Regions from separate parts of the Macaca mulatta genome. Here region 1 is linked to region 2. Evidence: chromatin contacts called from public Hi-C data. All regions are on one chromosome and are shown on one strand. Each heading gives the region's core, a stretch centred on a gene start, on an enhancer-like site or on the middle of the called end of the contact. The rest is flanking DNA. Distances are from core to core; before and after follow the strand shown.

What was found. A called contact is a pair of places that touch in the nucleus more often than the background predicts.
Region 1: a Hi-C map of CD4 T cells shows a contact between it and region 2, with 2.7 times the contacts expected there. The contact joins the promoter of LOC114672692 here to the promoter of TMEM250 in region 2. A contact is called at or near these places in 2 of 14 Hi-C or Micro-C datasets (CD4 T cells and liver).

What each region holds. Positions count from the first base shown.
Region 1 is chr15:6,623,593-6,628,976 of T2T-MMU8v2.0, reverse strand. LOC114672692 reads left to right here and starts at 3,167. Exons shown (of 5, transcript XM_077966734.1): 1 at 3,167-3,304; 2 at 3,427-3,522; 3 at 3,621-5,284. The coding sequence starts at 3,167. The coding sequence ends at 4,187. CAMSAP1 (calmodulin regulated spectrin associated protein 1) reads right to left here and starts at 3,387. Exons shown (of 15, transcript XM_077967098.1): 1 at 2,823-3,387.
Region 2 is chr15:6,390,995-6,396,207 of T2T-MMU8v2.0, reverse strand. It overlaps TMEM250 (transmembrane protein 250), which reads right to left and starts at 1,263. Exons shown (of 2, transcript XM_015116377.3): 1 at 1,122-1,263.

The sequences.
Region 1 (5,384 bases), core at 1,918-4,417, 230 kb before region 2:
CAGGCAGATCACCTGAGCCCAGGAGTTCAAAACTAGCCTGGGCAAATAGACCCCATTTTTACAAAACTAAAAATTGTTTAAAGAAAACCCCCATGTCCACAAAAAAAAACAAAAGTTAGCCAGGTGTGGTGGTGACTACTCGGGAGGCTGAGGCGGGAAGATCACTTGAGCCTGGGAGGCAGAGGTTGCAGTGAGTCGAGGTCACACCACTGCACTCCAGCCTGGCCGACAGAGTGAGACCCTGTCCCCTATGGAAAAAAAAAAAAAGTAAAAAAGAAAATTACACAGGAAGCTGAAGCAGGAGGATCACTCCAGCCCAGGAGCTGGAGACTAGCCTGGGAAACCCAAGCAGACTCCATCTCAAACTCCTGGCCTCAAGTGATCGTCCCACCTTTGTCTCTAATTCACTAGAATTATAAATATAAATCACCACACCTGGCTTAATTTTTTTTTTTTTTGTAATTACACACGCTCCCCTGTTCCCTCGGCAAAAAGAAGTGGAAACCAGACAGGTGCGGTGGCTGACACCTGTAATCCCAGCGCTTTGGGAGGCCAAGGTGGGCGGATCATGAGGTCAGGAGTTTGAGACCAGCCTGGCAATATGGAGAAATCCCGTCTCTATTAAAAATACAAAAACTGGCCGGGTGTGGGGGCGCACACCTGTAATCCCAGCTACTCGGGATGCTGAGGCAGAAGAAACACTTGAACCCAGTAGGCAGTGGTTGCGGTGAGCTGAGATCGCGCCACTGCACTCCAGCATGGAAGATAGAGACTCAGTCTCAAAAAAAAGTGGAAACGAGACCTCCTGAAATCAGGGTCTGATGCGCAAAGGCACTGCCACCCACCAGGAAGGGGCACTCCAGTCTCAGCTCCTAAGATGGTATCCAGTCTTCCCCAGTTCCTGTTCGTGTTTCTTTTCTTTAAATGCCCACCTTTTAATAATTCCAAAACTCGAAAGCCCATTTTAGTATAAGATTCTGAATTCATCATCTGATGAGTCAACAAGTATTAAAGAGTGATCTGGTACCGGAACTGAAACTAGACGAACCCAATACTAACACAGAGACATGCATATTTATTGCTGGATGGCTGACAAATTCCATGCTGAATGCCAAAACTAAATGCAACGACATAAAAATGCATGCACCTTGCTGAAAAAATTGGGAAGCAGATCATAAAAGTTCTTTTTATAGCAATTTGTCTAACATCCGCTGCCTGAGCCCTCAGCCCTCTCCACATATAAAATCTTAAAAAAACATGCAGGAGTAAAACTTTGTGCTCGGACCCCAGGAGCCATGCCCAAGAATGCCCTGGGCTCCACTGCATCTGCGGGAGCCCAGCCAGCGCCCACAAGCAGCTGCGGTGGACGGGCCTCGGTGGGACACCCCCACAGCAGCGGAAAACACAGTGGAAAAGTATAGATGAAGTCGAGAAGAACCTAAGAACACAACGTGGGATAATGGAATAGCAAAAGCCAGTCTCAGAAAGAGACGCCACTGGCAAAGGTGTAAAAACTATAGTGGTGTAAGCACATACGGCAAAATACAAAGAAAGGCAAAACAGTGAGCAACACAAGGTGTGAGGCAAGTGAGCTCATGCAACCGGCAGTGACTGCAAGATAACCAAAGTCTGCTCTCGGATTGTTGTTTGCACCTGACTCAGGTTTTATACATACATCTTACCAATTCCGTTCTCAAAAACTCATGTGAAGTCTTGGATGTAGCAGTGTTTCTTCATCATTACAACACAGAAACTAAGGTTCCACTGAGCCAGTAAACAAGAACTGTAAAACTGAAAACTATCAAAGAAAGGAAAAACTCTTTCCCAATTACTACTGACACAGTACAAAAACCAGTTTGAAATAAGGCGAGGTATTTAATCCCTAAAACTTACAAAACGCGTTTGTCCTTATGACTAACTAGAGTCTAGCTGGGGCACAGGCCACTGTCAAACAGGGTAACGCCTGCTCAGCGTTTTCCAAACTGGTCAACTGAACTCCTCTCTGGAATGGCTCTCTGTCTCCTTTAGTCTTACTCTAAAAAGGTTAATTTTTCACCAGGATAAAGGCAAATTGTTGAAGAATGCTTCAAATGAAAAGAGGATTACAGAAATATTAACTCTTAATATGGTACCTGAAACAAAGCACCTGAAATTAATAGAGAAGTCAGCCACTTAGGAGAATCACCAGGTCTGTCCTGTTCCCAGGGCACGAAACAGAAGCGCCTTAATCCACTAAGCACATTAGGGCCTAACAAATTGGACTCAGTAACAAGGTTACCTAGTTCTTCCAAACAGGAATTAAGCAAAGGGGATCATTATGATTAAGCACAATCCGCGGAATACGCAATTTCTAGTTGGGGAATTCAACAGCTGATGGATGGTAAGCATCAAAATTCTTAACAAGTGAAAGGCTCGGAATCACAGGTCCAGCACTTGGCGATGCCCGGCGCGCTGGGAAGCGGCGTCTCAGACAGCGGCCCCGCGTCCCCATGGTCCCTCCCTGCGCCCAAAACCGGGCAGCTCCCTCCCGCCGCCGCCGCCAACGGGAGGCTGGGGGCACTCCCGAAATAGGAGCGGAAGCCCCGACCCACGCCGCCCTCCGCCGCGGGGACGCCCACTCGCCAGGTGACCGCGTCCCCACGCTCCGCGTTGCCCGGGCGCCACCGGGATCTCGGAGGCGGCCAGCCCAGCCCCGACCCAGTGCGGACGCGGCACAAAGGCGCGGCGCGCGGACCCCGACCCGGCCCGACCCGACCCCGGCCGCGTCCCCCGGCCCCGGCCCGCGCCCCTGCCCCCCGCCCCGCGGCCCCCGCCCGGCCCACCTCGGCCGTAGGCCTTGGCGCAGATCCACTGCAGGTTGGCGGCGATCTTGGCGCGCGCCGCGTCGTAGCGGTCCAGGGGCACGAGGTCGGCGGCGCCGTCCGGCGGGGCCTCCATCTTCCTCCAGCCCTCGGCGGCGGCGCGGCCGCCCGCGTCCACCATCTGCAGACAAAGGGCTGAGGCGGCGGCCCGGCCGCAACAAAGGCGCCGCCGCCCCTCGCCGCGCGGGGCCCGGTGCGCCCCGAGCCCCCACTCGGCCCCGCAGCCGGCCCGCCGGGAGGGGCGCCCGAGCGCGGCCCCCGCCTCACCTCACAGCCGCCGCCGTCGCCGCCCCCGCGGCTGCTGCATGCTGCGGGCGCCGAGCCCGGGCGGAGGAGGAGCCGAGCCCGCGGCCCAGAGAGGCGGCGGCAGGAGGGCGCGGGCCGGGGGCGGAGGCGGGGGCGGGCGCGGGCCGGGGGCGGTGGCAGCGCGTGCGCGGCCCCGGGTGAGCGGCGGCGGCGACAGCGGCTGAGGCGGCGGCCAAGGAGCAGGAGCGCGCTCACCGCCGCGGCCTCGCACAGGCGCAGTAGGCACCGCCCGCCACCCCGCCCTCGACCCCGCCCCCAGCTGCGCTCCCTTCTCGCGCCCGCCCCGCCCCTTCCCGCAGGCGCACTAGGCACCGCCTGCAAGCCCGCGCCGGCACCGCCCCTTTCCGCAGGCGCAGTAGGTGGCACCCGCCGGCCAGTGCCCGCCCCGCCCCTTTCCGCAGGCGCAGAGAGCGTCGACCCGCCCCTCTCCGCCCCCTTTCGCAGGCCCAATAGGACCCGCCCCGGTCCGCGCCTGCTCCGCCGCTTCCATCACGTTCTGAGGCCTGCGGTGCGGGGCGCGGGATCGGCGGCGCGGGGTGGGCGGAGTGGGTTGGCGGCGGGGACCCTGCTGAGCCTGCAGCAGCCAACCCTCCGCGCCGTGCCTCCTCCCCGGCCCTGGCTCGTCCCGCCTCAGCCGCAGCCCGGCCCCCTGGCCGGCCGAGCTCTCGCCGCCTGCGCCCTGGAGACCTCGTGGGTGTGGCCGGCGGCGACCTCGGCAGGCGACAGCCCGTGGACGGGCACCAGGTGGACGTGCCACGGTCTCCAGGCCCCAGTCCCGGTGCAGGGAAGATGGGCGTTTGGACCCCTGAGGCAGAAACAGGTGCAGCGCAGCCGGCGCATCCCCCGGAAGGGACGCTGACTTCGTTCCCCTGGAGCCTGCGTCGGGGCCCGCGCTGGGCTGAGAATTACGGGAACGCCGTGAGAGTTTGCATTCCGAGGATTTGGTCTGAGAACCTCATGGCCGGAATAGAGAACTGCCCCCGGGAGAGCCGGTCCACGTGCCGCCCACCGGCGCCGTGACGGCAGGGAGAGGTGGAGCTTCCCGGGAGCAGGCACCCGGCGCGGGGCTCCCAGCCTGTCTGTTCCTGGTCGAGACACCCTGTGCCAGAGTCGGAGCATGTAGGAAATGCCGAGTGCCCAGAGGACCCGGGCAGTCCGTCATTCACATACCAACCCACGTGCAGGCTTCAATTCAATGTTGAAGCCGTTTGGGGCTAGGCTTTTTTGATGACTTATTCGAGTTGTAGTTTTTTGGTTACTAATTGAGACTCTTCACTTGTTATAGGTCTGTTGAGATTGTCTATTTTTTCTTGAGTCAGCCGTCTGAAAAGAACACGAGGTGGACAGGGCGGAACGGTCAAGGAAAGCCACAGGAGGAGGGCACTTATTTGAGCAAAGACCGGCGGGAAGTGGGCGTCGAGGGTGAGGATATCTGCAGAAGAAGTGTCTTAAGCAGGGGGCACGGCAGACAGAGCCTCTGAAACACGAGAGCCTGGAGTGTAAGAAACAGCAGAGGCCGCTAAGTCGAGAACCCATAGCTGGAAGGACTGGTGGGAAATGGGAGGTGGGGACATGGAGGGATGCGGGCAGGTCCTGCACAGTCAGAACTGTGGCCCCTTCTCTGCAGGAAATGGGCAGCCTTCGGAAGACTGAGCCAAGGGAAGGATGTGACTAAGCCTTTAAAAGGGTCATTCTGACTCCTGAGTGAAGAACAGACTAGGAAGGGCTGAGAAGGAGGCAGGAGGCCATCCACTGTCAGATGGGATGTGGAGTGTGACCTAGAAAGGTCAAGGGTGACTCCAAGGGCTTTTTGTATATTGATCTTTTATCCTGCAACCTTGTTAAACCCGTTTATTAGTTCTTCTAGTCTTTTAGTGGCATTTATTAGTTCTTCTAGTCTTTTAGTGGATTCCTTGGGATTTTATACAAAAGCGTGTCATCTGTGAATAGAGATCATTTTACCTCTTCCTTTCTAATCTGGATGCCTTTTATTTCTCCTTCTTGCCTAGCTGCCCTGGCTAGAACGTCCAGTACAATATTGACTAGCAGCAGCGAGAGTAGACATCCTTGTCTTGCTCCTGATCTCAGGGAGAAGGCATCCAGTCTTTCGCCATTGGGTATAATGATAGCTGTGGGTGCTTCAAAAATAGGTTTTATCAGGCTGGGCGCGGTGGCTCACGCCTGTAATCCCAACCCTTTGGGAGGTCGAGGCGGCCG
Region 2 (5,213 bases), core at 14-2,513:
TCTTAGGCAGTTTGCCTGTTACTGCCCTGGTCTTCTGTGGCTGCCTGAACCAGGGCTGACACAAGCCCTAAAATGGTGCCTGCAAAAAGCCACCACAGGGCCGGGAGTAGGGACTCACAGGTGAACCGAGAACGAGCCCGGCGGGGGCAGGTGACTCCAGCAACCTGACAAGTGCTAGGGGCCAGATGGACGGCTGGGGGGCCCTGGGGTCACCTTGCTGGGCCTGAACCCTGGCACTGTCCTTCCCTAGCAGTGACCTTGGGCAGGTCACCTGACCCCAAGACGGCTCCTGCTCTGTCCAATGGGGGTGCCAGTAGCACTGCTCTTGCGAGTAGCTGTGGGAGGTAAGGGGCTGGGCCTGGCGTGCACAGTGGAGGCACAGCGCCCAGGCCCCCGTGTGGGGTCGGCCCGGGGTCTGGCAGCGGCCCTACAGACTGGGCTGCAAAGAGTAGACGCGGCATTTGGCTCTCTAGCTTCACCTAGTAAATGCCGTTTATAGCTTGCCTAAATAATCTGCAGACGGAATGAACTCAAAGGTCAGGAAATAAAATCGGAGTAGGAAAGTTGGTAACACTAAGGGGACTGTTGCCAAGACCTTCGCCTGCCGTCAGATAGATTCAGCCTGGGGCCCTGCCGTGGGGACCTGCCCGGAGCGGAAGCGGGAGGGACCGGGCCGCCGGACCCTCCCGTGCCCGCAGGGGCCAGGGGCCCAGCCTCGCCCTCTCCCTCCGCCCGGCTCCTCCACGCGGTGCAGGAGCCAGAGCGGCCCGATTTAAGGCCGGCCTCGGCCTGGAGATCGCAGCCACCGGGACCCCAGCCATGGCGGTGCCCCTCAAACGTGGCTCGGCGGGGCTGTGTCCCCGCGGGGTCTCACGGCCCGCGGCTCCATCCGGGTCCCCGTCTTTCTGCAGACGCCCGCTCGGCCCGGCCCATGGACCCAGGACCGTTTCCTCGGGGCCGCAGAGACGCGACGGGCCCCCGCAACGCCTCGTGAGCACCGGGCCTGCGCCGCGCCGGGCCCCCTGGCTGCAGAGCCCCTGCCGGAGCCACTTCCGGGTCCCGCGCCGCGCGTTGCCCTGGAGACGGCCCCCGCCGAGGCCGGGTCCCCGCCCGCCGCTCACCCGGTGCCCTCTCCGCGGCGGCGCTGGCGTCCCGGACCTCGGGGCCGGCCGGCGGTGCTGGGGGCCGGGCCTGCGGGCGCCCCTGTCCCTCGGGGCTCCGTGCGCAGGGCGGCCGCATGGTGCCGGGACGCGGGGCTGGGGGCGCCGGCGGGGCGGCTGCGGGCGTGGTTCACGCGTCCCCGGCTGGGGTCGCCCTGCAGGTGAAGGGGCGCCCGGGCGCGGCCGCCGGAGGCGTTTGGCCCAGCGTGGGAGCCGTAGCGCCGTCCCTCGACGGCCACCGTAGGCCGGCCTCACGCCCCCTCCACCCGCGCCGACCGAGCCGCGCTTCCCTTCCCCCTGCTCCGTGCCCGCTCTGGGCGTCCCGGACTCGACGCTTCCCGAGGCGCGCGTGCGTGCGTGCGTGCGTGCGCACGCTGCGAGCAGTCCGCAGCGTTCCCTCCCCCGAACGCCCTCGGGGTCGCGCCTGGTCTTGCGCAGGCGCAGATGGCTGGCCTGAGCCTACCGTCCCTGGGGCGCCTCGGGGCGGTGCGCAGGCGCGCTCCCGTGGAGTCGTCCTTTGGTCCCAGAACAGGGCTTGACCCTGGTAGTGGCCCCGGCCTGAGGTGTCTGCGACTCGGCGCGCTGCTGCCGGTCGCTGGGGTGGGGCCGGGCCCCGGAGGAAGCCGCCTTCCCGGCGGAGATGGGCGGCCCAGGGACCGGGAACAGATCTGGTCCTCGCGGGACCGTGTGCGAAGGCGCCCTGCGAGGCTCGGGTCTGGGGCTGGGAGGACGGGGCGGCGGCGGGAATGGGGGCGTCCCCCGGGCTCCGGGAGGGCGGGGAAGGGTGGGGGCGGCCGATGCCACGCGGACCCGGGCGGCAGGGAGCGGGTGGGTGGCTGCCAGGCCTGGTGGGCCAGCGGCGACTTCGGCAGCCGAAGAGGGGACAGCCCCGGAGCGCGAGCAGGCCCAGCAGCAGCCCCAGGGTTCCCCCAGTGAAGGAAAAGGACTTGTGTTAGTGTCCCCACGCCTGGTTCGTACAGGCTGGCGGGTGTCCTGGGGGTTTCCAGCGAGGAGTGTGTTGGGGAGCGCTCCTGGGTGTGGCTGCTGGGTGGGAGGGGAAGGCAGGGTCAGCAGGCCCTGGGGCGACCGGAAAGTGGGTGGCCCTTCAGATTCATGGCACTGGAACAAGGGGGCTGGGCCCTCCTGCCCACCAGGCCCGTCATTGGCTACAGCGAGCTGGCTCCTCCCAGGACAGCGAGCTGGCTCCTCCCAGGACAGCGAGCTGGCTCCTCCCAGGACAGCGAGCTGGCTCCTGGACCCACGTCCTTTGGACCAGGGCCGCCCTGAGGGCTGGCGCAGCTACGTTCTCCACTGTGGCCCCATCCTCGCCACTGGAGAGAGAGCCGCCTTTACTCCTGCATGAGCAGGAGTTCGAGGAACATCTGGACGACCAAAGGGCACCAGGAGGTAGCACAGCAAAAAAGGCCAAGAGCCTGTTTTCTTTACCGATGGCTGGTGGCAAATATTCCAAAAGAAACAGGTGTCAGGCAAGAAGTGTTGGTTCACGGCAGTCATTCCACTGCTTTGGGAGCCGAGGCAGGGGCATCACTTGCCCCAGAAGTTTGAGACCAGCCTGGGCAACATAGTGAGACCCCTGTCTCTACAAAAAAATTAAAATCAGTAAACAGGTCTTCCTTCCTCAATAGCCCCGTTGCTGGCACACCTCTCTGCCTCTCCAGATGTGAGGCAGATCCACACGTTTAGCTATTGAGATAAGGCTGGGCGTGGTGACTCACACCTGTCGTTCCGGCCTCAGATCTCTTGTGCCCAGGAGTTTTAAGACCAGCCTGGGCGACATGGCTGGCAACATGGCCTCCACAAAAATAAACATTTTAAATATATAAACATTGAGATAATAAAAAGCATCTTAATGCCTGCCTTCATTTTTTGTCTTCTGTTTTAAGGACCATTAGAGACAAACTAACTAAAGAGAATTCTCCCTCCCATGCAGCTCATGCTGGGAAGCCGGCACTGTAAGACAGCTCCCGTGGCCAGAAAGAGGGTGGTGTGTAAACCAGGTGGTCACCCGTCACTCGGCTTCTCACGTGCTGGTGAGGGTGGTCGCCTGTCCATGGATCAGGGCTCACACCAGGCCCATCTGGTGCTGTGCCACGGGAGGGGCAGAGCCACAGCCCCAAACTTGCTGTGCGTTTCCCGTGTCCTCCCTGCCCTGCAGTCCCCTGGCCCCAGCTCTGGATTTGACGCCCCCTGCTTCCTGCTGTACCCGCCAAGAGAAGCGCAGCATGTGTGCCTGCCCTTGCCCCCATGCTGTTACCCTGCTCTGGGTACCAAGGACACAGGCACAGCAGAGCCCCCACCCTCAAGGCACCTGCCATCTTGTGAGAGGGACAGGCTGAGGGGCAAATGACCGGAAAGGGTGGCAAGTGCCATGTCAGACATATGGTCTTCATACAGGGGACGTCCCAGGACTGCTGGGCCAGAGACCCTTCCTTGTGGGTCAGCATCACCCAAGCCAAAGGCCAAGGAGGTCCCTTGGGGGCTGTGGCCATCAGAACAAAGCTGCCAATGAACAGATCCTTAAAGGAGTGGCCAGCTAGTGAGGCTGTGACTGGCCCTGGCTGCATCCAGACCCTAAAGTGTCCTGCAGCCAGGGGCAGACACAGGTTTTGTGGGGCCTGAGGCTTCTGTGGTTTTAGGGAACTTCCTTAAGAAAATACAAAATTAGGAACAGGCCTTGAAGCTTCTGTTGCCAAACTTAGGGTCAGGTGAACCCACTGCCAACTGTGCCCAGAAGACAGCCCCCCAGGCTGAGTCAAAAGTGGTTCATAGGCCGGGCGTGGTGGCTCATGCCTGTAATCCCTGCACTTTCGGAGGCCAAAGTGGGCAGATCACGAGGTCAGGAGATCAAGACCATCCTGACTAGCACGGTGAAACCCCATCTCTACTAAAAATACAAAAAAAAAAAAAAAAAAAAATTAGCCAGGCATGGTAGCAGGCACCTGCAGTCCCAGCTACTGGGGAGGCTGAGGCAGGAGAATGGCGTGAACACCGTAGGCAGAGCTTGCAGTGAGCCGAGATCGCGCCACTGCACTCCAGCCTGGGTGACGGAGTGAGGCTCTGTCTCAAAAAAAAAAAAAAAAAAAAAAAAAAAAAGTGGTTCACAAAATCACGTCTAGTATGACCCCTCGTCAGCACAAACATATTCTTAGATGTCTGTTTCTGGGTGAAGTCCTGGAAGCAGATAAATGTTTGCAGAGGTGATGTGTGTGTGGTGGGATTAGAGAGATGAATATATTTTACTTTTTTTTTTTTTTTTAACATTTCTGTACTTCTGATTTTATGTTTTCAGCATGACCAAAAAAAAAAAAAAAAAAAAAAAAAAGCTGGATTTGGACAATTAAGAAGTGCATATCAGCCAGAGTGGCCTGAAACATGTCCCTGTAGTAGAATCTCCAGGAAAGCTGGGGCCCTCACTTGCCAGTACCTCAGGCTGGGCCCGCAGTCACGTGCTTCTCCCTACAGGAGGGTTCTGTGTCCTGAATTCCAAAGGTGCAGCTGTCCCCTTGTCAGCTTGTCTGCGTTGATGGTTCCACACTCTCTGGTCGGCCATCTGCCCCACCAGTCTCTGCTCCCCGCTAGATGGTGATGGCCAGCTGTGAGGGTGGCTGCCCAGGCTGACCCTGCTGCCTGCTGCCCATTGCTGCCAAGGTTGGGATATCACTTGGGGTTTGGGGTGAGGGGACAGTGAGGGGGAGTCCTGGTTGCCCTTTCCAGGAGAATGAGAATTTCAGTGCGGAGCTGTTTATTATTTGACTTCAACAGAGGCGCCACAATCAGGGAAACGCCCACGCGCCTTGGGTTATAGGACAAGTCCCGTCTGTCTGCCTTGAATTTTGGTTTGGAGAATCTGCAAGCCCCACACGTGTGGAAGCACCTGTGCCCCAGGTGTGGGTTCTGGTCTTGGTCGTGTTCGTGGTTGGACGCTCTCCCTGAGGCCACTCCTTCTTCACAGAAGACAGTGGGGGTCGCCCTTCCCTGGCTGACCCTCCAGAACGGCCAGCCTCCCCTAACTCCCTATGAAACCAGGGTGCA